2 separate regions of the Zea mays genome follow, and region 1 is linked to region 2. A link is a contact called in public Hi-C data. All regions are on one chromosome and are shown on one strand. The core of a region is the stretch at or near the end of the contact, and the rest is flanking DNA. Distances in the headings are between cores, read along the strand shown.

What was found. Hi-C and Micro-C count contacts between places; a contact is called where the count stands out from the background.
Region 1: a Hi-C map of leaf shows a contact between it and region 2, with 2.2 times the contacts expected there. The contact joins the promoter of LOC103654780 here to the promoter of LOC100191610 in region 2. A contact is called at or near these places in 6 of 25 Hi-C or Micro-C datasets (ear, leaf and tassel).

Annotation. Positions count from the first base shown.
Region 1 is chr4:237,234,302-237,240,734 of Zm-B73-REFERENCE-NAM-5.0, reverse strand. LOC103654780 reads left to right here and starts at 4,142. Exons shown (of 3, transcript XR_002269346.3): 1 at 4,142-6,433.
Region 2 is chr4:237,093,068-237,099,286 of Zm-B73-REFERENCE-NAM-5.0, reverse strand. LOC100191610 reads left to right here and starts at 3,323. Exons shown (of 12, transcript NM_001137039.1): 1 at 3,323-3,596; 2 at 4,953-5,042; 3 at 5,141-5,200; 4 at 5,281-5,553; 5 at 5,652-5,726; 6 at 5,815-5,871. The coding sequence starts at 3,483.

The DNA of each region.
Region 1 (6,433 bases), core at 2,893-5,392, 140 kb before region 2:
TGTGACCTCAAATCTCTAAATCGGACCTTCTGGTAGAGGATGGTGAGACCGTTGAAGTTACTCTAAGAGATGTTTGGTTTATAGGAACTATTTTTTTCTTATTTTATTTATTTTAGTCCCTAAACTGCTAAATACACAAACTAAAACTTTATTACCCCTAAGAACTGTCATCCTAATCAGCATATAGTTATTTTGTTACAAAGTCATATTCTTTTAATGGAATATACTTGAGAAAAGATGTTTCGTTGCACAAATAATTTAATAAAATAAGTGATTACATAAATAAAAAAATCTTATTATTAATAGTTTATTTTTTTTCACCACTAGGATCAATTGAAGACCATCAATGAGGCCAAATGGACCTCAATAGAATCTCCGCACAAAAAAATATATTCCTAAATATGTATCTTCTATTTCATGCCTATCATTATAATCTCTACTTACACTAATATGATTTATAGTCCAGTCCCATAAAATGACTATTATATTAAAAAATAGATTATCCTATTATATGTGCATGTTGAGTAATCAATCTCTAACATTGTTTCTTACTTTACACGACACGTACGTAAAACATATAAGCCGGAGAAAAAGAAACACGAAATATATGAAGATCAAATACGATCATAAAAATACGCCATATGTTTCTGTTTTGTTGATCTGTATTTTATGGCTTTTGCGACCAAAATATTTTGTTGCCTGAAAAAATTGTATGTATAGCTGCTCAGTGGGTAGCTTCAGCTTTGAGTGCATAATTATTCTGTGGCCTTTAAGACTAATAATTGTTGCACATTTATATAATTACTCACCCTGCAAGAAGCACCAATATAATATAATATCTAGACTGGTTACAGTGTTACATTTGCAGATTAAACTATTCTACTACTAAATGTTTAGATAATTCTAAACCTTCTAAACCTTTGATACGTATGTACCATATATGTTACTATTTTTTTTGTAGGTATCACTCTTTTAACTATGTACATAGATAGGTCAAAGACCCGCTTGAGCCATTTAGGTTGTCTCTAACAACACCCTATAAAAGATTATGTCTGATAAATATAGCGGATGGTAACCTCCACAACGCCTCCAACAATAGTCTACATCTCCAGTAAATTTAGCGGCAGCCGCCAGACTAGAGATGGCAACGGGTAAAAATCCGCTGGGTATTACTTGCCCAAACTCATACCCGCGAAGAAAAAATACGTCCGCTAAAAAACTCATACCCATGACGGGTATAAAATTTTGCCCAAACCTATACCCATGCGGGTTTCAGGTACCCAACGGGTTTCTCATACCCACTAACATCAACATAAAAAATAATTCATCATGTAAATAACAATTAATACATTAATAATCTAGGATAAAAGGAACATGTAATAACTAATTTTAGCTTAAAATTTGTTACATAAAGTTTATTTCAATTAGAACATATTCAATTAATAATATTATGAGACTATTTATAAGGAATGGTGATTTTAAGGCGGATTTTAAAAACCCATGAGTTTGCGGGTATGAGTAGTGGAAGAACAAACTCATGCCCACGTACCCGTTGGGTTTCCATTTGAACCCATTAACAAACTCATGAGTACAGAAATTGACCCAAACTCATACCCTAATAGAGCAAAAATCCACCAGATTTCGAGTAGCGGGTACCCATTGCCATCTCCCATCTCTAACTAATTTTAGCTTAAAATTTGTTACATAAAGTTTATTTCAATTAGAACATATTCAATTAATAATATTATGAGACTATTTATAAGGAATGGTGATTTTAAGGCGGATTTTAAAAACCCATGAGTTTGCGGGTATGAGTAGTGGAAGAACAAACTCATGCCCACGTACCCGTTGGGTTTCCATTTGAACCCATTAACAAACTCATGAGTACAGAAATTGACCCAAACTCATACCCTAATAGAGCAAAAATCCACCAGATTTCGAGTAGCGGGTACCCATTGCCATCTCCCATCTCTACGCCAGACGCGCTAAATGTGGCGTTTCTCCATCGTTCACTATCACACCGGCTCTTTCGTTCCCGCGCCGCACTTTCCGAGCATGGCATATGACAGACCATGCAATCCACCTATATATTCAATGAAATGACGGACAAGCAAAAATAAAGACACCAGTGATGTTTCTTTTGTCCAATGCGAATTTATTTTACAAAAAATATTTGAATAGCATTTTCTTCGAAAAAGATTAGTAATATAATATGTACATAATGTAATTGTTTTAATTAGTCCATAATTCAATTTAGATAGCACAAAGAATGAATATATATTGTGTAGCATATTTTAATTCTATGACATAAGAACAATTTTTTAGAAGTGGACAATATAAAAACAATGTTTATTGTGTAATCTGGTAACACTGTAGATATAGAGGACGAAATTTAGAGGATGCTGCTAGAGATGAAGAAGATATAGATGATGGAACTTTTTGAGTGTGCTGTAAAAGACAGAGAATATTTCTTTAAGGACTAATTTAGAAACCACATTTTTCTAAGGGATTTCTATTTTTCCAAGGGAAATTAGTTTATTTTATCTTGAGAAAATAGAAATCTAATGGAAAAATAGAGTTCCCAGACTAGACATAAGGGATGAAATTTAGGGGATTGTTAGAATTATAGGTATTTCCGTATCATTTTAATTCCATAAATTAACATTATGACGATGACATATAAAAGATAATTAATCATATAAATTGTGATCTCAAATATATCCATAACAATATAGATCATGAGAACACAAAGCATATGAAGCATATAAATCATATAAATATAATAAACATGTAAACTGACTGAACAATTGAAAATAAACAGATAAAAACATAAACAACATTACTATAAAATTAAAACAAACAGATACAACATATTATAATAAGACATAACAGATAAGATAAAATCATTGCTACATATAAAACATCACATATGGATATATGAAACATATATAATCTGCAAAACGTAAAACAGTAAGGAAATAAACTGATCATACCATCTCATGCGCTCTGATGATCCAGATCCTTGTCCAGCTTCCCTTGTCATGTCGCCAGGAAGATGTTTTGGGCAGTTGCGTAGACGCTTCCTAAAAACCTAATTGCCGATCCCCCGTGCAAGGTCTCGAACGAGGGTTCTCCTCTACTTAACCTCTCGCAGAGGGAAGTTGAAGGAGAAGGGTCGCATGCGGCACGCCAGGAGACGGGCAGCTGAAGGACAAAGGTCTCGCATGCCGCTGACGAAGAGACAGGCAACTGAAAGGTTTAACCCGGAGTTTGAAACTCCCGCGGTTAATGAGTGCTAAAAATTAATACAACCACACCACGTCCGCTCGCCGCCTGCCTGCCTACCTCGCCACGCCCGAGGCCGGCGGTGGCGGTGGCGCGCACACGCGTGTGTGTCACGCCCTTGTCCATTTCTTGACTTCTCAAATTAAGTGGAATAATTCCCACCATATAAGTCAAGCCAAAAGACACTTGGACTTCCAATATGGTACTATTGGTATTCTCAACCATTACACACCATAAAGTTTATTCAATAAATGGGCCAAGCCCATAAAAGATCCAACAACGTTGTCCCTTTAGGGGATGAAATTTAAGTGACGTTGCTGGAGACAGACATACTAGTCATCTATTAGCAATCTCTAGCCAGGAACGAGTCCAGCCGAAGAGGCCAATGTGACGTATTGCTAGTTTTCCAGTTTAAGGGCTAGTTTGGTAACCCCATTTTCCGAGTGATTTTTATTTTCTCAAAGAAAATTAGTTTATTTTTTCTCTTGATAAAATGAAAATCGCTTGAGAAAATGGTATTCCCAGACTAGCCCTAAACCATAAAAATCTACATACATGACCTTAACCGCTGTCAACACATTTGAAAATCATTTGCTTGTTTTGGCGCTGATGCCACATTACCATAACAATTAGTAATCAGGAAAAACTAAGATAAAAATGTGATTTATTTATTTTTGCACAAAAGCAAAGAGTGATAAGGAGTTCATCTTTCGTACACATTTTGTTTAAGCTTCCAATTTATAACGGATTACAGACTCTAGCGTTTCTGAAGCAGAACAATAGATGACAAGTACTTGAACAGTAGATAACCGATTCCATTCAAGAGCGCTGTTGACTGCATGAATCTGTAGTCCAAATTGAAAAATAGCACAACAAACATTTTTAAAAAAGCCCCTCGTCTCTCTCAATTATTTGATCCACACCCACATGGAAAACCGAAGCCAAAACCCACGCGAAGCCACCTCCCCGAATTCCCCAACCCGCCATGCCCGACTCCGCCGATCCCCTCCCCACGCAAGCCTCGCCGGATCCGGACATGCCGCCGCGGAAGCCTACAGCTGGCTGCGGCGGCGGCAAGCTCAAGAAGCCTCTCACTGACAAGCAGCGCGCTGCCGCGGAGCAGCGCCTGTCCCACCTCCGCGCCCACCTCATCCTCCGATCCCTCGAGTCCTCAGCTGCCGGGGCCCGTGCCCTACCGCCGGCGCAGGAGGCGGCGCTCGATGCCCTAGGTCTGCTCGAGTTTTTCCGCCTCGACCTGCAATCCGACACCCTGCGCCCCGACCTCATCGCCCCGCTCGTCGCCTACTACGACCCGGTCTGCAAGCGCAGCTTCGTCCGAGGCGTCCGTGTCGCCGTCTCGCGCCACAACTTTACCCGCGCGCTCTGCCTACCCTCGAAGCCCTCCCCCTCGGCGCCGGCCCCAGCCGACATCGACCCCGCAGCCGTGGTGCCTGCCGTTATGCAGCTCCTGAAGGATTACGTTCTGCTCCCGTTCCTAGGAGACGACATGTGCATACTGCCGCAGGAAGTGGCCGCCGCGGAGCAGGCGGTCAGGGAGGGGGCGGCGCATAGGGTTGACTGGGCGGGCCTGATGTGGGGCCTCGTCGAGAAGGAGATCCTCGAGCTGCCTAAGAGGGAAGACGGGGTGTGCTACTACGGGCCTCATCTGCAGAGGCTCATTTATGCCCAAAAGCCACATTTGTTGGAGCTGGTGGAGGAAGGGGGCACAGGAGAGCCTGCTCCGGAGGCATCCACTGATGTGGAGATGGAGGAGGATGGTGATGTGGATATGAAAAGCAAGAGCTTGGTGGAGCTGGAGCTGGGGGATAGGGATGGGGATGCCAGTAACGACGTGAGGAGCAAGAGCTTGGAGGAGTCGGAATTGGGAAATGCTAGTGCAAGGAGTGATGGTTTGGACGAGTTGGAATTGGGGGTTTCTGTTACTAGGAACAAGGTCATGGAGGAGTTGGGTTTAGGGGATATGGATGACAGGAACAACAGTATAGAGGAACTAGAGGTGGTTGAGGAAGATGCAAGGAGCAAGAGGTTGGATGAATATGAGTCTGTGGATGTGGATCCGGATGCCATGGATAACAATATAGATGAAATAAACACAGTCAATGAAGACTCAAGGAGGAAAAGCTTGAATGAATCTGAGACTGTGGATGTGGATCCGGATGCCATGGACAACAATATAGATGAAATGCAGGCGGTCAATGAAGACTCAAGGAGCAAGAGCTTGAATGAATCTGAGGATGTGGATGTGGATCCGCATGCCATGGACAACAATATAGATGAAATGGAGATGGTCAATGAAGATGCAAGGACCAAGAGCTTGGATGAATCTGAGGCTGTGGATGTGGATCCGGATGCCATGGACAACAATATAGATGAAATGGAGGCAGTCAGTGAAGATTCAAGGAGCAAGACCTTCAATGAGTCTGAGTCTGTGGATGCCATGAACAACAATATAGTCGAATTGGATGCGGTCAATGAAGACACAAGGAGCCAGAGATTGAATGATGAATCAGAGTTGGTGGAAGAGGATGTTAAGGGTCCAAACTTAGATGACAAGAACACTGCGGATGAGCATGTCAATGGCACAAACATTGATGGAATATGTTTGGGATTTGTGGCAGTTGAAGTGGTGCCTGCTGTACATGAGGCAAGGCTTGACAATAATGAGGAAACAGCAGAGGTAGCACCAATGGGGGGCGATGATGTGCCAGTGCCTACAGATGTGGATGGTGAAGAACCCTTGGTGGAGGCAGCAGCTGTAACACAGGAGGTAGTGGCTGTTGCAGAGGAATTGGGGGATGATGAGGCTGAGGAGGATGAAGAGAAGGATGCAATGGGATTGAGCTTGGGGTTTGACTCTACCAATGGTTATGTTGCTATGGATGTGGAAGAGGAAACTAATGTTGAGAATCTGGACGAGGATGAGAGTGACAGTGCCAATGAAGAGGCAGAGGAGTCAGAGGATGATGCATTTGAGGTTAATGATGGAGAGGACATGAATTGGAGAATTGGGGATGGCAGGGGGGATGAGGGAATGTCACATTCTTTGCAACGCTGTAACACATTTGGAGGCATGGAGTTTGAGAACCTGAATGAAGGGGAGACTGTAATGAAGGATGAGTTGAGGTTT
Region 2 (6,219 bases), core at 2,074-4,573:
CGCCTCCCAATCCTCCGCCCCCTTGCCACCAGATCCGCGGTAGCCAGCATAGGTGCCGGAGCCTCCATCTCTGTCGCGTGATCGGCCGACCTCGGCTGGTGCGTGCTCCCCCGCAGCGGGCTGGAAGAGGTCGAAAGGGGAAGGGGAGCAGCGGATCCGGAAGTCGGGCAGGCGGCGGCGTGTGAGGAGATAGCGGAAGGGAGAACGATAAAGCTGGATTGGATAAACAATTCGTGTCCGAAAACCTCACGTCCGTGATAGAGTCTCGCTCGCGTCCGTGGTGCGTGGACGTGTCGGCAGCTGTGAGGATGTCGTACCCGAGAACACGGAGGGAGGCCGAAACGCGAGCATGTTTTAAGACTTTAGAGTCAATGTTGAAAAATAGAAAATAGTGTGATGCCCTGAAATTCCATCTGTAGCTTTTTAGTTAGAGTACAACACTATCGAGTATCAACACTGGTCCGGTATTCTCGAAATTCTCCTTGTCCAGAAACTCCTCGTAGCAGCATGTGGGGACTAGTTTGAAACTTTATTTTTCAAGTAAATTCTATTTTTCAAGAAAAAATAAACTAATTTTCTTTGTAAAAATAAAAATCTATTAAAAAATAGGGTTATCAAACTAGCCCTAAGAAAATTTCCAACAATACCTCAAACTACCTCAAATTGAAATATAAGACTCTACACAGAAAAACTACTACAACAATAACTCATTTTGTAAAATTTTGTAAAAACATATAGTGCACCCTCTCAAGTGCCTCAAATATACTATACCTTAATGGGTTGCCCTATAAACTAGAATTAAGGGCTCGTTTGGTAGAGCTCCGCTCTATGATTATCTAGCTCTGAGAGCTAATTCTCTGATAGAGTGATTCTAAGTGATTCTCTACCGAAAGTGAATCTATTTGATGAAACCCGTTTGGTAAATAGGCTGTGAAGTGATTTCGGAGGGGTTAAACAGTGGAGAGCAGGTCAGGAGTGGTGTGAAACATGTTTTTTGGCTCACACTTTATAGTACAAAGTAAAGACTAGATTGACTTCACTCATACCATAAAGCACTTTAGATTTTTATCGTTTGGCTTGACAGGAGTGATTCTTCAAGAGAGCAGAGCTGTGTCAAACGACCTTAAAATTTTAATGTTGGAACATAATATTTTGTTGGTGTTCTAAATTATATAAAATATATTTAGTTTTAAATTATAGAATATTTTTATAGTACTTTTGGCGAGAAAAAGAGGCTCGGGGCGGTGGCGCTGCCTCCCTCTCTCTCTCTAGCCCAGCCGCCTCCCCAACGGCCCAACCTCACCGAGGAGAGAGAGACCGATACAGAGAGAGAGACCAAGAGGACACGGGAGAGAGGACGTTCATTTCCGCGTCGTCTCCGCCCGCAGCCGGCAGCCCCACCACCCACCACATGGCCGCCATGCCGGGTGGGGCCCACGGCGCCGGCGCCGCGGACCCGATGCAGGTGGACCAGCCGCTCCCCCCTGCCGCCGCAGGCACAGCACACGCCCCCGCCGACGCCAAGGTGAGCGAGGTTCTTTTTTTCCTGTCGGCCGCCGCCGTGTGTTTCCGGCGGCCCGGAGCGGTCGCGCAGGCCTCCCGGATCTCTCCGTTCCCTGTTGCCGTGGACTGGAGAACAGCTCCGGCGCCCATGCCTCGACAGTGCAGAGGTGTGGAGACGATGTAGATCCGTGCAACGACGATTTCGACGAGGAGGGGAACGCACCACACCACATCTTCTCCTGCAGCTGCTGCGTATGGGTCTATGGGACAACATGGGTGAACTGGCGGAAGGGTACGACGAGGTATGGCGAAATTTCACGGACAGACGTACAGTGGCAAACAGATTTGGTAGTCCCCGATGAAGCCGACGACGCGGGCGTGGGTTCAAGATCAGCGAGCCGTACCTGAACACCCAGATCAGAGACATGGCCACCGCATCTCCTCCCGGCGTCGCCTGCACTCCGTTCCCTTTACAGGGGCATCAGCTGCGGCCTTGTTCCTTTGTTAGGCCGAAACTCGAGGGCGAGTAGAAGCAGACAGCAGGAAGCCACGCAGGCGCAGCCGAGTCGCCGCCTCCCAATCCTCCGCCCCTTGCCACCAGATCCGCGGTAGCCAGCATAGGTGCCGGAGCCTCCATCTCTGTCGCGTGATCGGCCGACCTCGGCTGGTGCGTGCTCCCCCGCAGCGGGCTGGAAGAGGTCGAAAGGGGAAGGGGAGCAGCGGATCCGGAAGTCGGGCAGGCGGCGGCGTGTGAGGAGATAGCGGAAGGGAGAACGATAAAGCTGGATTGGATAAACAATTCGTGTCCGAAAACCTCACGTCCGTGATAGAGTCTCGCTCGCGTCCGTGGTGCGTGGACGTGTCGGCAGCTGTGAGGATGTCGTACCCGAGAACACGGAGGGAGGCCGAAACGCGAGCATGTTTTAAGACTTTAGAGTCAATGTTGAAAAATAGAAAATAGTGTGATGCCCTGAAATTCCATCGGTAGCTTTTTAGTTAGAGTACAACACTATCGAGTATCAACACTGGTCCGGTATTCTCGAAATTCTCCTTGTCCAGAAACTCCTCGTAGCAGCATGTGGGGACTAGTTTGAAACTTTATTTTTTCAAGTAAATTCTATTTTTCAAGAAAAAATAAACTAATTTTCTTTGTAAAAATAAAAATCTATTAAAAAATAGGGTTATCAAACTAGCCCTAAGAAAATTTCCAACAATACCTCAAACTACCTCAAATTGAAATATAAGACTCTACACAGAAAAAATACTACAACAATAACTCATTTTGTAAAATTTTGTAAAAACATATAGTGCACCCTCTCAAGTGCCTCAAATATACTATACCTTAATGGGTTGCCCTATAAACTAGAATTAAGGGCTCGTTTGGTAGAGCTCCGCTCTATGATTATCTAGCTCTGAGAGCTAATTCTCTGATAGAGTGATTCTAAGTGATTCTCTACCGAAAGTGAATCTATTTAATGAAACCCGTTTGGTAAATAGGCTGTGAAGTGATTTCGGAGGGGTTAAACAGTGGAGAGCAGGTCAGGAGTGGTGTGAAACATGTTTTTTGGCTCACACTTTATAGTACAAAGTAAAGACTAGATTGACTTCACTCATACCATAAAGCACTTTAGATTTTTATCGTTTGGCTTGACAGGAGTGATTCTTCAAGAGAGCAGAGCTGTGTCAAACGACCTTAAAATTTTAATGTTGGAACATAATATTTTGTTGGTGTTCTAAATTATATAAAATATATTTAGTTTTAAATTATAGAATATTTTTATAGTACTTTTGGCGAGAAAAAGAGGCTCGGGGCGGTGGCGCTGCCTCCCTCTCTCTCTAGCCCAGCCGCCTCCCCAACGGCCCAACCTCACCGAGGAGAGAGAGACCGATACAGAGAGAGAGACCAAGAGGACACGGGAGAGAGGACGTTCATTTCCGCGTCGTCTCCGCCCGCAGCCGGCAGCCCCACCACCCACCACATGGCCGCCATGCCGGGTGGGGCCCACGGCGCCGGCGCCGCGGACCCGATGCAGGTGGACCAGCCGCTCCCCCCTGCCGCCGCAGGCACAGCACACGCCCCCGCCGACGCCAAGGTGAGCGAGGTTCTTTTTTTCCTGTCGGCCGCCGCCGTGTGTTTCCGGCGGCCCGGAGCGGTCGCGCAGGCCTCCCGGATGTCTCCGTTCCGCCCCCCCCCCCCCCCCCCCCCCCCCTCGTTTCGTTTACCCCGCGTCGTGTTTGGTGGTTCCCTCGTTCGATCCGTCCGTAGATCTGCTCCGCGCGCGGCGAGGCCAGGTCTAGCTGCATGCCCCTCCCGCGCGATTTCTCTGGGGAGGTGGAGGAGCTTTGCTTGCCGGGGAGGATATGCGGCTGCGCTGCCTTCCTGGTCCTTGCGTGCGCGCTATGCAAGCTTCTTGCCTCTGCTTTCGCCAGGCCGCTTGGCTTTGGCATGCCGGCTTGGGGTGCCTTTGCATAGTGGTATACTAGGTGATCACAACTGCTCCAAACGGGGGAATTGAACTAGGTAATTCTTTTTTAGATGATTGTGACAGTTAATCTCACTCTCTTGTTAGGGATATTTGAATGCACTAGAGCTAATAGTTAGTTGACTAAAAAATTGCTAGTGAAATTAGAGCAACTCCAAAAGAATATGCAAAAATTTTCCCCAAAAAATGATTATAGAGGGCATACTAAAACTGATTAGGGGTGGAATAAAATGTTTACTCCAGCAGTTTCCCCAAAATAAAAAACTAAAACGAAATTGGACCAACTTTTAATGCATGTAGCTAGCCCACATACATGTCGTTGGTTTTTTTTTAAATTTGCATCCCCCTGCCTTGTGTTCTCGCACACCAGCGCAGGACACGCCCGCCACGCCACCAGCTAGTGCGCGCACGTACGCAGGCGATTGGGGAACTTTCTTGTCGCACATATTTGAGGGACGCCAATCCTTGTTTGTGGGTCGCGAAAAAATGCGAGCAAGGAAGGGGATTCTGTTGGAGTATGGAAATCAGCGTTTCTTTTATAAAAATGGTTTTGGGAAGCCTTTACGTGTTTTCTTGGAGATGCTCTTAGCTAGCTAACAATAGCTAATTTGCTAAAAATAGCTAGTAGCTAAACTATTAGCTAGACTGTTTGGATGTCATCGGCTAATTTTAGCAGCTAACTATTATCTCTAGTGTATTCAAACACCCCCTAAGCCATGGTGTGATTGGCAGGTTTGTGATGTATGTTTTGTCTTGTTGCGATTTCAGTTCTGTTTGTGGATAAGGATTTTCTGAATTGTTGAGTTTTCATTTCTAGCAAGCCTAGTTTGTGTGAATTAGCAATAGTTAGATGGCTGTAATTCCCCAATTCTACTACCTTGTGCCGCAGTCCTCGGCATTTTAAGAAGGGTACCATGTCTCGGCTATGTGCTGCCACCTTTTTTTATGGATTTTACTTTGTGACAGCATGCTGGTTCTATGATTGAAGGGAGTGATCCGGTCACAGGCCATATAATCTCGACAACCATTGGAGGGAAGAATGGAGAGCCTAAAAGGGTAATTTTTATGGGACCAAAATTCACCGGACATTATTGAATGTCGTGCATACAGCTATATCTTTCCTAACTTGGGTTGTGTGTTTTTCTGCTGCTTAGACTATCAGCTACATGGCAGAGAGAGTTGTGGGAACTGGATCATTTGGAATCGTCTTCCAGGTACCGTGATGGCTGCTTTGCTATAAACCTTCCTATGTTTTTTTAGTTACCCTGATTCTATTGTCTGCATGTACATTTAGGCAAAATGTCTGGAGACTGGTGAGACTGTTGCGATTAAGAAGGTTTTGCAGGACAAGCGCTACAAGAACAGGGAGCTACAAATCATGCGATCCATGGATCACTGCAATGTTGTTTCCTTGAAGCATTGCTTCTTCTCTACCACAAGCAGAGATGAACTTTTCCTTAACTTAGTGATGGAGTTTGTTCCCGAGTCATTATATCGGGTGTTGAAACATTACAGCAATATGAACCAGAGGATGCCACTCATTTATGTCAAATTATATACCTACCAGGTAAAAAAATCATTTATACTCTTTTGGATTCTGGAATGTTCTGCTACTCTTTTTGTTAAATCTACAGAAGATTGGATGTGATTTTGATTTTTTTGCAGATATTTCGAGGCTTAGCCTATATTCACACAGTACCTGGAGTTTGCCACAGGGATGTGAAACCACAAAATCTTTTGGTATGGCCTGTCCATATCTTATAATTTGGTTTCACAAAATCTTAATTCTTAATTAATCTGAATCTGATAGTCAGCTCATTCATTATAGGTTGATCCACTGACTCACCAAGTGAAGATATGTGATTTTGGGAGTGCCAAAATGTTGGTAAGTTAATGCAGTCCTGTAGCTTGTGTACAGCTAATATCATATGTTTTCTTTGTTGTTCTAAAGAAGGCATAACAGTGCAGTTTGATTTGCATACATTGTTTTTAGTGATGAAGTAGCTTCCTTTTGTTGTTATAAAAGTTTCTATGGACAAAATTTCTTACACACTGCTGAATAGAATCCAGTGGCACAAAAGGGGTGAGAGAAGAATCCAGTGTTCCACCTGGACTGCCTCCTATTTTGCTGCTGCTTCAATGCCATCCTATTCGTTTAACGTAGTTTTGTTGCTTTTCAAGTTTCTGGATATATAGAATATATATTTTACTCATTTTAATCCTACTTTATTTC